2 separate regions of the Sus scrofa genome follow, and region 2 is linked to region 1. Evidence: chromatin contacts called from public Hi-C data. All regions are on one chromosome and are shown on one strand. Each heading gives the region's core, a stretch centred on a gene start, on an enhancer-like site or on the middle of the called end of the contact. The rest is flanking DNA. Distances are from core to core; before and after follow the strand shown. Region 1 has its middle 110 kb from the start of GBE1. Region 2 overlaps GBE1 (1,4-alpha-glucan-branching enzyme).

Region 1 (3,836 bases), core at 311-2,810:
CAATTACGACACCACTACTCCTTTGGTATTTCCAAAATTTTTTAAAGTGCTTTTACATTATTTCCACCTTCAAAATTTCTCCAGACATCAGAGGCACTTGGTCTATATTATAAGAAAATTGTTTAAAAATACTCAAATGTGTATAATCAGTAAAGAAAGCATTTTCCTTTATAGTCCAGAGTGCAAGAGAGCATCTGAAATAAGTGTAGCTGATAGAAGAATCCAGATGAAAAACTGCTCTGAATCTCAGTGGTTACATAAGCAGAGTATTAAGGATATACTAGTTGCTATGGTAACCTCACTTTTTAATTAGAAGAGCAAATAGTTTCACAAATCCTGAAGAATCTATTGACAAGTTAAGGTTAAACGTAGTAGAATTAAATGATAAATATCTCTTTTTAACAAGTATAAAAGAGAAAATTAGTGACCAGTATTTTTCAGAAGAAAGTTACAAGCACTTACATAAAGATTTGACTGTCTCCTTTAGAGTACTGATTTTGAATTCATGATATTATAAATTTCACAGTAATGTATTATTAAAAACTGCCTACATGCATAAATTAAGATTCTTCCCCTTTCGATTGTCCAAATGTATTTATCCTTCCATTTCATAAATAAATAAAATAATTATAATGGGATTGACCCAGGACCCAAATTCACAAATTTCTGTATGACAGAATATCTTTTGATCCAATGATTTTTTCTTTTTTTTTTTTTTGAAAGAGTGACATTAGTTACTCTTTTATTTTTTTCAACATAAATGTCATGACTATATTCTAGATTCTATACTTAAAACTACACATGACACCAGAACAATTACTAAAGTCATATTTAAATATAAACCACTCAGAGAGATCAGATATTTTATCCTATACCTATGAGAACTGTTAAAGCAAAGACTGAACTTTTAGGTCAATAGGCAAAATTGTTTTTGGTTTTTTTCTCTCAAGTACCATGACATCCTTTTAGGACCCTCTTCATGTGTATGTGTAAGTGTGAATTTGAAATGCCTCCTGCACTCATATTTCTAAGAAAATCTAAATCAATAGTTCCCTCTCACCTAATTGTTTCTCTTTCTGCTATCCACCTCATTCTTTTCTCAAAAGTTTTCAAACATCTCCAGGATTTTATTTAATCTACTTGCAGTATCTTCTGGAGCAAAGGAAACAAGTTTGTGTTCAGTTCCCTCCTACAATAGCTCACCTTTCTCAAACTAATGACAGTTTCAGTGACAAGGCTAAATACAATTGGCTACAGAGCCATTTACTGGTAATACTATTTTATAATTACTATATTTAAAACACAGTTATTCTCAGTAAGTTAAGATAGATAATCTTCAGTAACCTCTTAAAGATATCTTATATACACATACACAGGCACACAGGTTCTTTTGTCACTGAGGTATAAAATAAAAAAATCTGGGAGTATTTAAGATCTTGGGTATCCTTTCATTCTCTCAGCACATGCCTTCTTTCTGGTGGCCACAAGTACTTGCTTTTAGACTCTGGATCTTCAAAGGAGAATAAATAGGGAGGAAATGAAGCTTGGCTCAGAAAGGATGTGTACTTTAAGTCCAAGGTTCAAATCTAACGCATTTGTCAGCAGTACTTTACATGACCAAATCTATTATCTAAACATTCAAAGAATATTTAAACAGGTGAAGCTAAAAGCAAATCAGCAACATGTTTATCTAACCAAATGAAAAAGTAGAAAATGTTAATAATCATTATATAACTACTACATATCCAACAGCATGCATAAAAGGTAACTCCAATTCTGTTCAGAAATACAACTATTTAAGGATTCTGTAGGCCAGATATTTTTGTCCATTTTTCAATATTAGCTGTTGAGAGTCTTCTAAGATACAATACACCCATGCAACTCTCAAGTACCTACTATATATTCTCATAACCTCCTTCCCCCAGATCTTTAAAGATAGGCTCATTTAAGCTCCACTTACAGGCTCAATTTCTGACTCATCACTCTTTCTGAAATACTTACCCCTTACTATTAGTTGCTATTTATCGAACACTTGGTGTGGGCCAGTTGGATTATATAAAGTTTCCCATTATTTGTCAGAGCAGTAAATAGCATTACCATTTTTACATCTGGGGAGATTAAGACCTAGAGACGTTGAGGTACTTGATTCAGTGGGTATAGCTGTTAAATGTTGACAGCCAGTTAAAACTTAGGTCTTCTTGAGCTCAAATGCAAGACCCTCAGTCCCATGATAAGGGTTCTCATATTTTAGTGTGTATTAGAAGTTTTTAAAATGCGAATTGTTGAACCCCACCCCTAGTTTCTAATTCAAGGAAGGTTTTTGTATTTCTAACAAGTTCTCTGATGAAACTGTTGGTCCTGGATCACACCTTAAAAACATTACAGTGAGTTAAATTCCCCTATCTTCCCCTCCCCTCAACATTGTATAGCAGTTGTTCTCAATCTCAACTATACCTTGAATCACCTAGGGAAAATTACCAAAGCAAGAAAAAAAAATTTCCATGCCTGCACCCATACCAGACAAATTACATCAGGATACCTGGGGGTGCTATCTAAGTTAGTTATTTTTAAAAGCTACCAAGAAGATTCTAATGCACATCTAGGTTTAAGAACCACCTGGAAATAGAGAAAGGAGTATGAACTTCGCAATGTAACCACTTTAGGTTCAAATTTCAATCGTGTGCACTTCTAGACCATGTGACCTTGGGAACAACATTAACACTCAATTTCCTGTTAAATCTCTAAGTTAACTAATTGTTAATAACATTGTAAATATTAAATAAAAATGAATACACAGTGTCTGGTACTAAAGAAATGCTTGAGGAATTGCTTGTGGCACAGGGGGCTAAGGATCCAGTGCTGTCACTGCAACAGCTTGGGTTGCTGCTGTGGCATGGGTTTAGTCCCTGGCCTGGGAACTTCCACATGCCATGGACATAGCCAAAGGAAAAAAAAAATGCTTGATCAGTATTTTGATACCACCAAGCTAATTGTAAGAGAACCAGGTCATATTTCCTGGGTTATGCTCTCCCCCAACTCCCCACTTTCATCTGGTAAGACATGAAATAAAGCCTTGTCCAGGGCCAATGACCCAGACTGGATATCAGGAATTCTATATTTTCTTTCTTCATTTCTAAATTATATCTTCTTCCTCAACATGTCCTAAATTCCAGAGGACAAATGATGACCATCATATCCTCAGAATTTTAGCATATCCAGCGTCCTCTGCTCACTACATCCTTTGTGGTCCCAGACTCCTAAACAGAACAGCACTGAGCCCTCTCTCCTTTGTTCTTGCCTGTCTTCCTTCTTGGCTCTTTATTTTTCATTTTCATTTTTTGGTCGCACCTGTGGCATATGGAAGTTCCTGGGCCAAGGACCAAATCTAAGCGGTAGCTGCAACCCTCTGCGCCACAGCAGGAACTCCCTTTCTTGGTCCTTTAGAACACCACTCTAAAGCTCAGCCCATGGTATGGTGCCTAGCTCTTGCCAATCTCCACTCTCGAGAAGCTCCTATACCTCTTTATGTCACTGGCAAGGATAAATCAATATAGTACACTCTTTTTTTTTTTTTTTTGTCTTTTTGCCTTTTCTAGGGCGACTCCCATGGCACATGGAGGTCCCCAGGCTAGGAGTCGAATCGGAGCTGTAGCCACTGACCTATACCAGAGCCACAGCAACACGCGATCCGAGCAGCGTCTGCAACCTACACCTCAGCTCACAGCAACACCGGATCCTTAACCCACTGAGCAAGGCCAGGGATCGAACCTGCAACCTCACGGTTCCTAGTCGGATTCGTCAACCACTGAGCCATGACGGGAGCTCCCCAGCCAATA
Region 2 (3,851 bases), core at 742-3,241, 210 kb after region 1:
TCATGGTGGCAGCTGATCTTGAATTTCTAGCCTCTAGAACTGTGAGACGTCAGTTTTGGTTGTTTGTAAGCCACTCAGTCTCTGGTATTTTGCTATAGCAGCCCATTCGGACTAAGGTACTTTTGACGCTATTCTCTGTCCTGTGCTTTCTTTCATAAATTTATTTGATGCAGATGTAATGAAATAATTTAAAAAGCATCTTTTACTTTTTTATGTGGCCTTAAAAATCTCTCACAGTAAATAAACATACAACAAATATCAAGTTAACTGTTGTGTAATCTTTCTTCATTATTCTATAAAGATTTTAGTGAAGATAAATTTATTGGAAACTTAGGACCAAAATATCACTCATAATATTTGGATGTTTCAAATTTTGGGAAACATTTAGATTTTATTATAGTGTCAATATGGTGATATAATTAGTTTTTCATTTATAGGAAATGATGTATGAGATTTTCTTTTGGGGACAGGGTAGGGTTATATTCTCTATACAAAAACCAGTAAGTTGGAGTTCCCATTGTGGCTCAGCAGATTAAGGACCTGACATAGGCTCCAGAGGATGCAGGTTTGATCTCTGGCCTCCCAGTGGGTTAAGGATCTGGCATTGCCACAAGCTGTAGCATAGGTCACCGATGCAGCTTGGGTCAGTGTTGCTATGGCTGTGGCATAGGTCAGCAGCTGCAACTCTGATTTGATCCATAGCATAGAAACTTCCATATGCTGCAAGTGTGGCCATAAAAAGAAGAAAAAAATCACCAACTTGTGGTTTTTGGCCTTTCAATCTGAAATTGTCCCTAGGTAGTCTACCACAGTAATTAAAACTCTCGTTTTAAATTGAACTTGAAAATTTATTTCAGTCTACAAGGAATTGACCTTTATAACTCACTTGTGGATGTTTCTCTTATGAATTATGTGGTAATCATTGACAAAAAAGAATTTATCACCTACCATTGAAATAAAGCTTTGTTTTCTCTGCAAAACACCTTTTTTTTCCAATGGAACACTTTGGAAAAAGATACCTAATTACTTGTATGGTGATGTAAATGTCTCTTTTCTGTGTTTTTAAGTAAGTTTACCAAACAAAATATTATTTATTTATTTATTTATTTTTGTCTTTTCTAGGGCCGCACCCATGGCATATGGAGGTTTCCAGGCTAGGGATTGAATTGGAGCTGTAGCCACCGGCCTACACCAGAGCCACAGCAACGCAGGATCTGAACCATGTTTGCGACCTACACCACAGCTCATGGCAACTCCGGATCCTTAACCCACTGACAGAGGCCAGGGATCGAACCGGTAACCTCATGGTTCCTAGTTGGATTCATTAAGCACTGAGCCATGACGGGAACAAAATATTTTAAAAATAAAGTAATATAATAAAGTGATATTCAAGGCTATAAAGATATAAGGAAAGAACAGAAGTCTGTGTTCCTAAGGAATAAATAGTCATATATTACTCATGTCTTTGATACTTCTTCTTTTGAATGCATAGCCAAATTAATTATGTAAAGGTATTTTTTGTTCCTTATTTTAAGGGATACACTTTTAATAACAATTCTACTTAAAAAAAAAATTCTCAAGGTGTTTCATAGGAATTTAACATAATTATTTAGGTTCTGCCATTTGTCAGGTACTGTCCTTGTTCCGTGATGCTTGAACTGAATTATAGTATATATGTGGGATGTGTGTGTGTTTTAAAAATAAAGTGCTATTGGAGCAAAATATTAGTGAACAGTTTATTCATTCTGTGATAGTAACAGGGGAAATAACAGAAGGGCAGTGACATTCAAGCACACTTGGTAACATGTTTAGAAGTTGCCCAGAGAGATAGAAAGATGAAGGCTGTTTTAACTCGGTGTACTGCATGAATAAAAGTGTGTGTATTGATTGAAGTTCCAACAGGAAGCAACGGCATACTGAAAATAGGACAGTTTGAACAGTTTTGTTTATTTTTTTCTTTCCACCTCCGAAAGGCTGTTTTCAAAGTTGAACATGCGAGGGATCTGCTCTAGAGTTCAAAGGAGAGTGGGGTGAGGGGACTTAGCAACACCCATACTAACCTTGCCTAGGCCACAAGGAACATGGGATCAATTACTAGAACCCAGAGGGAGACCGAATCAGCCATCTTGAGAGGAGCACTGAGTTTTGGTGACAGATGTGGTTAATTCATGACTACCTTGCAGGGAAGGAGCTAGGGGAATAAGGAAACAAATACTCTGATCTCTCACTCTTCTTCCTTTCTCTGACCTCTTCCTGTGGTTCCACATTGCCCAGTCCAATAAAAAGCCAGAGTTCTGGGAAATATGGTCCACATCAATTAGCCTCCTGGGGCAGAAAGCCAATGATAAGTGGATCTGACTGACTAGTAAAATGGGGCTCAGGAGGTCAGTGAAAGAGTGCAGGTCAAGAGAAGTGAGAGTTCCAGGGAAAGTAAACCTGAAAGGTGGGTTGGAGGCAAACTGAAGAATTCCTTTCTTTTCTTCTGATTTCTGTTTTCTTTTCTTAAAAATTATTTCTATTAATATCCATTTGACTAGCAATGACAATCAGGATTATCTTCTTTTAGGAAGGTCCCTGGTGGCCTAGCAGTTAAAGGATCCACCCTTGTCACTGAGGTCTGGGTTCGATCCCTGGCTCAGGAACTTCTACTGCTATGGATAGGGCCCCAAAAAAAGAAAATTTTTTGTTTGTTTCTAGAGATGCACCTGCAGCATATGGAAGTTTCCCGGCTAGGGGTCCAATCAGAGCTCCAAATTGGAGCCAAGTTTACAACATATGCAGGATCCTTAACCCACGGAGTGAGGCCAGGGATTGAAGCCACATCCTTATGGTTATTAGTTGGACTCTTAACCTGCTGAGCCACATTGGGAACTCCACGCATTGTCTTCTTTGAAGTGTTTATTTAGGATGTTTATGTACTTTAACTTTTCTTTGCCAAATCAGTAACAAAATGGATTAGAATAGAGGTTTCTTGATGCCAGACCTTGAACCTTTTCAAAGGGTTGTATAATAGTGATCTTTAGAGCTAAAATAACAAAATGCTGTATTCTGGGCAGTGTAAACAACAGAAATTTAATTTCTCACAGTTCTGAAGGCTGGAAGTCTGAGATCAGCCAGCATGGTTGGGTTCCAGTGAGCATTATTTTCCTGGCTTAAAGATGGCTGCCTTCTTGCTGTGTCCTCACATGGCAAGAATCTTATCATCAGGCCCCCAGGCTTATGCCTTCCATTTAAACCTAATTTTCTTCCAAATGCCCTGTCTCAACATACCATCACAGTGGGGGTTAGGGCTTCAACAATGAATTTGGAGGAGGGCACATTTCAATTCAGAGCAGATCCTATTTCTTTCTGAATTATATTTAGATGATATACAATTGATGAATAGAAAAGAGTCATGGAACCTAACACCCACATTTACAGTTTTCTCAGATGAGACACATGAAAGAAATTAGAGATTACTTTACATTCATATTTAATTTGATCCTTATGGTAACACTGTGAAATAAGATACTGTTATTACATATCATTTCATGATGAGTATACTGAAGTTTAGAGAGGTTAAGTAGATGGTATTATTGCCTGGGCTTGCATTCTGGCTTCGCTAATAGCAAAGTCTGTCCTCCTATCCATAATGCCACTACTGGTCAGGTTGAGGGTTCACAGAGAAAAAATGGGGGGGAAGAAAGTGATAACAGAGGAAGTAGAACTTGAGCCTTGTCTCAGATTTAACACACCATTTTATACCATATTTGGTTTTGCTTTTTTTGTGGAGACTATCACCCTCATTTTTCAGGGTGTTAAGTATTGAAGTGACCTTCCCTGAACATCAAAAGGAGATAGATGGTTTATAG

Evidence for each region. Hi-C and Micro-C count contacts between places; a contact is called where the count stands out from the background.
Region 2: a Hi-C map of liver shows a contact between it and region 1, with 7 times the contacts expected there. The contact joins two enhancer-like sites. A contact is called at or near these places in 7 of 47 Hi-C or Micro-C datasets (embryonic fibroblasts, epiblast stem cells, liver and 2 more).

Annotation. Positions count from the first base shown.
Region 1 is chr13:173,521,196-173,525,031 of Sscrofa11.1, forward strand. No RefSeq gene overlaps it. Among named protein-coding and RNA genes, the nearest start is that of GBE1, 110 kb to the right of the region's middle. Within about 2 kb of position 1,561, at least 2 of the 83 cell types and tissues checked have an H3K27ac peak or open chromatin away from gene starts, as enhancers often do. A contact at or near this core is called in liver, where this site is marked.
Region 2 is chr13:173,728,805-173,732,655 of Sscrofa11.1, forward strand. The region is part of intron 3 of GBE1 (1,4-alpha-glucan-branching enzyme); the gene reads left to right. Among named protein-coding and RNA genes, the nearest start is that of GBE1, 96 kb to the left of the region's middle. Within about 2 kb of position 1,992, at least 2 of the 83 cell types and tissues checked have an H3K27ac peak or open chromatin away from gene starts, as enhancers often do. A contact at or near this core is called in liver, where this site is marked.